2 separate regions of the Ovis aries genome follow, and region 2 is linked to region 1. The links are chromatin contacts, called in public Hi-C maps. All regions are on one chromosome and are shown on one strand. The core of a region is the stretch at or near the end of the contact, and the rest is flanking DNA. Distances in the headings are between cores, read along the strand shown.

Region 1 (2,700 bases), core at 152-2,651:
TCTTTTTTCTCTCTTTGAAGTTCCATTATCTGAATAAAGATTAAGCAATGATGGATTATGGGAAGAAATTTAGTATGAAATTCACTAGCACTTAGTTTAAGGCCTTACACAGTGCACCAATGAGGCACGGGTACATTTATTAAGCCCTCTCAGTCTCAGTGTTCTCATCTCTAAAGTGGAATCACACCACTATATACTATACAGAGTGGCTGTGGAAGTTTAATAGGAAGAACCGGGCAAAGCTTTTGGCATAGACAAGCCTATGGTCTTTCCGGTAGTCATGTACGGATGCGAGAGTTAGATCATAAAGACTGCAGAGTGCCGAAGAATTGATGCTTTCTAACTGTGGTGCTGGAGAAGACCCTTGAGAGTCACTTGGACAGAAAGGAGATCAAAACAGTCAATCTTAAAGGAAATCAACCCTGAATACTCATTGGAAGGACTGATGCTGAAGCTGAAGTTCCAATACTTTGCCCACCGGATGCAAAGAACCGACTCATTGGAAAAGACCCTGATTGCTGGGAAAGATTGAGGGCAGGAGGAGAAGAGGGTGACAGAGGATGAGACGGTTGGATGACATCACTGATTCATCGGCCATGAACTTGGGACAGAGAAGCCTGGCACGCTGTAGTCCACGGGGTCGGAAAGAGTTGGCCACAACTTGGCAACTGAACAACAATCGCTAACACACAAAAGAGTAAACGGGGGCTACCGCCATCGTGGTTATCATCAACACGTGATAGAATAAGCCTTCACCAATGTTCATTAAATGAATGCATGCGAGAGCGAGTGAGTGAACAGGCATCTCCGTGTCGCTACTGCTCCACGTACACTCGGCAACAACCTGAGTGCAGCCTGGCCTTTCATAGTTCACCCCTGCTCTCCCCACCTTTGCTGCCTCTCTCTGGAGTATCCTTCCCTTCCACTTCTGCCAAGTAGAAGTTTCTGTTGAATAAACACATAAATTGATGTGGCCTACGCGGGCCCATGCGCCTCACAAAGGACTCGTCTTGAGCCCTTGCGGGGAGCCGAGGGGAGTGTGAACCTGTGTGCTCCGGGGCAGCTGCCAAAGGAGGCCACCTCCCCTGGGACGCCGGAGCCAATGGGAGCGGCCCGCCCCGGTCTGGCTAACGCCATTCGCCATTCGTCAGCGGCATCCAGAAGCCTCCCTGCGAAGCGGTTGTCAGCTCCGGGCTCCGGGCAGGCTGGGAAATCCCCGTGGAGCCGGGGAAAGGCCAAGCCAGAACCCGCTCCAAAAGAGCCCTTTCTGAAGAAGGCGGGGAGGAGGGGGAGGGCTGGGGGGTGGGGCCCACACGGAACGGCAGGGCTCGGTTTGGACTCCCCTACCTGGGAGGATCTGGAGCCCTCATTAAAGAAATCGATGGCAGGCACCAGGAGGACTGCAGAGCTGGTGAGAGCCGGCTTACCTAGAAATAATCCCCCCACTCCCGCCAGCAGCCTGGCGCGCCTCCCCAGTGGGGCTGATTCGGGAAGGCAGAGGTGGTGCGGGGATGTCACAGCCCTACCCGAGGGCCCAGGGGCAGAAACCGCTCTTGACTCTCCTCCCAGCCCTCTGCTGGTGTCTCCTCTGAGACGTTCAGCTACAACTTTTTTTCCTCTCCTTAAACCTTGCCATTCTCTTGGATCCTAACCTTTCACTTCCGTGTGTCCTCTGCCCACTTGCCTGCACACTTGTCTGTTCTTGACTACACCTCCCTACCCCTGGCAAAGAATTCTCCTGCCAGCGCAGGAGACACAAGAGATGCGGGGTCAACCCCTGGGTTGGGAAGATCCCTGGAGGAGGAAATGGCAACCCGCTCCAGTGTTCTTGCCTGGAGAATCCCATGGACAGAGGAGCCTGGTGGGCTACAGTCCATGGGGTCGTAAAGGGTCAGACACGACTGAGCGACTAAGCGCACATAAGTACCGAACCTATACCTGCAGATCACAAGGCCTGCATCTGTCCCGAGGAAAAGGCTCCACCGTCCACCAGGAGTCCTCCTTCACGCTTCCCTGGTCCTCTGAGGTCCGAAATACTGGTTGGATCGGTCAGCTCCTCACATCTCTGCTGCCAGCCCTCCAACTCCACACCATGCTCATCTCCCACTTGGCATCCCATGAGAGCCCCGTGTTGGGTCTACCTGTGTCCCTGGGACCCCCTTGCAGTCTATTCTCCACGTGGCAAGTTATAGGAATCTTTAAAGCGATATGAATCAGATCACATCATTCCCAAATCTCCTGATGGCTTCCTATCAGACTCTATCAAATTGAATCCAGACCCTAAAGGCCTGGAAGACCCACCACAACCCGACCCGCCTCCCTTCCCAAGCTCCTCCCCTACTGCTCTCTCCCTTGTGGCCCTGGCTCTTCCACTCTCTTCTTTGTTCGCTGAGTGCTGCTAGCACATTCCTGCCCTGGGGCCTTTGCACAGGCCTTTCTTGCTGCCCAGAAAAATCCCTCCCTCATCACTTCTCTGTCTGAACTCCTAGCATCTTTCAAGGTTCTGTTCAACTGTCACTTAAATGAAGACTTCCTCTCATCCAAGCCAGAATTATAAGCATTTCCTTGGTGTCTCCCTGAAAACTTTGCTGGCTTTTCTATGGCTTGTATCACATCTTGTCTAATAGCTGTGTCTGAACCTGTCTTTTCCCCTGGGCTGTGAAGTCTTCCATCTCCAGTCACATCCACAACTCAGTTAGA
Region 2 (2,789 bases), core at 278-2,777, 190 kb after region 1:
TGTCTCCCACTGTTTACCTCTAGGTCCCCTCTGCTCCAGCCAAACTGTTTTCCTCAAGACTTTTGGTGCTGTGCTGTGTTCAACGGTGTCTACCTCTTTGCGACCTCATGGTCTACAGCCCAGCAGGCTCTTCTATCCATGGAATTTTCCAGGCAAGAATACTGGAGTTTGTTGCCGTTTCTTACTCCAAGGGGTCTTCCCAACCCAGGGATTGAACCCATATCTCTTTCATCTCCTGCAGGCTCTTTACCACTGAGCCAGCTAGGAAGCCCGAGACCCTAGGAGCTCCCTCCAGTTTCCCACCTCTGCATTCTTCTCATACTCAGCTTCACTCTGGACCACATTCTCCCCACCTTCCAAAGACCTCATCACATACCACCTCCTCCAGCAATCCTGCTATAGACCTAGCCCTCTCTCTAAAGCTCCCCAGCATGCTAATGGCATATGTGTCAATTGCCTTCATCTTGGATTCTTGTAAATAGCCTCATGGGATGGAGAGACTGTGAGCTTTGGGGCAAAGGGAGGTATGTGTTCATATCCTATGTGCTCTTGAGCAGGGAACATACTCAACCACTTGGAGCCTCAGTTGTTTTTTTTTGTTTGTTTTGTTTTTTTTTTCCGTGTAAATGGTCCTAATCCTTACAGGTTTGTTGTAAATGTAGAAGGACAGGACACACACAAAACGCTTGCCACCTGACAGGAAGCCCCTTTGGGGCAGAATGCATCCTGTCCCCCTTGGAGTCCCAGAGGGCCTGGCACATGGGTACTCTAAAAGTGCTTTGCTTTAGTGAATCGAAACCTCTCTCCCATCAGCAGGGAGAAATGTCTTGGTATTGGAAACACACGGTAAAAGGCTACTCAGTGTCTGTGAGCCATGGGAATTACCACCCAGAGCCAGAGTCACTTCTTCCTGGGAGCTGGGAGGGCCTGGATAATCCATCTCCTAGCTGAGGGTCCTAGAAGGTTTGGGGGCGGCCTCTGGCTTGCAGTGAGCAGACTGTCTCCGCAGCCTGTTCACACCCATGATTGCTTTGATCCTTCTAAGAGTCTAATGAGCCTAGCAGCCCTCTCCATATTATTGTGGGGGAAACAGCACCCAAGAGGGGAAGAGACTTTGCTAACTTTGTCACTTAACAGCCTCATGAATGTGGGGCTGGGTGCCAGGGGTCCTGACCCCCAGATAAAAGCCCTTTAGAGACTATAGATATGAGGCGACATTGGATTAAATGTTAGGAGAACCAAGTTCAAATCCCAATGCCGCCATTGACGTTCTGCCCGGCTGTGAGCGGCTGTGTCACTTCCTGACTCTCAGGTTCCTTGTGGCAGGGGGCCCTGTTGGGAGCTGAAAGGAGCCGGGAGATAGCAGTCGCTTCTGTAAACTGTGGAGTGTTATGTCCAGGTAAAAGGTTGTTACAGTTGACTCTGGAGCCTGATAGACGAGGCTTTGATCTCTGCACCACACCGGGAGTACACAGGGTTTTTATGGCTGCTTACCTGCCTGGCCGTTTCCCAATTTGCCTCTCTCCCGGAGTTTGAAAGAGCTGTTTTGATAGGTGCCTGGCAACAGGGGTGCAGCAGGGTGGGGTTGATGGGTTGGTAAGCTGGGTGTGGAGGCACTAAAGGCCACAGGAGAGCTGCCTCCTTCCAAAGAAGCTTAAAGTGGGGTGGATGCTGCGGTTGGGGAAACCCACGGAAAGATAAGGCATTCTTTAAGGACCCTTGTCCATGAAAAGAAAAAGTCATAGAATAAGCATAGCTGAGCACTCTGGGGTAAGAGTTTGCCCCATTAGGACAAACAGTGAAGTCCCGCTACAACTGGTTCGTATTTACATCGGACCAGGCACAAGGAGGTATTTCGGAGGCATTGACCAAATGGATGGATGGATGGATGAAGAGGAAGGAAGACGAAGACAAGCAGGCAGGCTTCCAAGTGGTGGTGACACAGGAGCTCTGACAACTCTCTGGACTATAAGACACGGACTCAGGAGTTTTTGGAAGGACGCACCTGGCAATCAAAACACAGGAAGATCTACTCTGTTATCAGGCCTTAATGGAACCCAGCAAAAGCCTCAGAAGGCCTGAACGTGATCTGTGATTATTCAGAATCTAAGGCATCTCTTATGGCAGAAAGTAAAGAACTAAAGAGCCTCTTGATGAAAGTGAAAGAAGAGAGTGAAAAAGTTGGCTTAAAGCTCAACATTCAGAAAACTAAGATCATGGCATTCGGTCTCATCACTTCATGGGAAATAGATGGGGAAACAGTGGAAACAGTGGCTGATTTTATTTTTCTGGGTTCCAAAATCACTGCGGATGGTGATTGCAGCCATGAAATTAAAACACGCTTCCTCCTTGGAAGGAAAGTTATGACCAACATGGACAGCATATTAAGAAGCAGAGACATTACTTTGCCAACAAAAGTCTGTTTAGTCAAGGCTATGGTTTTTCCAGTAGTCATGTATGGATGTGAGAGTTGGACTATAAAGAAAGCTGAGTGCCTAAGAATTGATGCTTTTGAACTGTGGTATCAGAGAAGACTCTTGAGAGTCCCTTGGACTGCAAGGAGATCCAACCAGTCCATCCTAAAGGAAATCAGTCCTGGGTGTTTATTGGAGGGACTGATGTTGAAGCTGAAACTCCAGTACTTTGGCCACCTGATGCAGAGAGCTGACTCATTTGAAAAGACCCTGATGATGGGAATGATTGAGAGCAGGAGGAAAAGGGGATGACAGAGGATGAAATGGTTGGATGGCATCACCAACACAATGGAGATGGGTTTGGGTGGACTCCAG

Evidence for each region. A called contact is a pair of places that touch in the nucleus more often than the background predicts.
Region 2: a contact with region 1 is called in a Hi-C map of liver, with 7 times the contacts expected there. The contact joins two enhancer-like sites. A contact is called at or near these places in 6 of 16 Hi-C or Micro-C datasets (blood, liver, mixed tissues and 2 more).

What each region holds. Positions count from the first base shown.
Region 1 is chr2:243,667,025-243,669,724 of ARS-UI_Ramb_v3.0, forward strand. The region is part of intron 6 of EPHB2 (EPH receptor B2); the gene reads right to left. Among named protein-coding and RNA genes, the nearest start is that of LACTBL1, 67 kb to the left of the region's middle. Within about 2 kb of position 1,402, at least 8 of the 54 cell types and tissues checked have an H3K27ac peak or open chromatin away from gene starts, as enhancers often do.
Region 2 is chr2:243,858,679-243,861,467 of ARS-UI_Ramb_v3.0, forward strand. No RefSeq gene overlaps it. Among named protein-coding and RNA genes, the nearest start is that of EPHB2, 8.0 kb to the left of the region's middle. Within about 2 kb of position 1,528, at least 4 of the 54 cell types and tissues checked have an H3K27ac peak or open chromatin away from gene starts, as enhancers often do.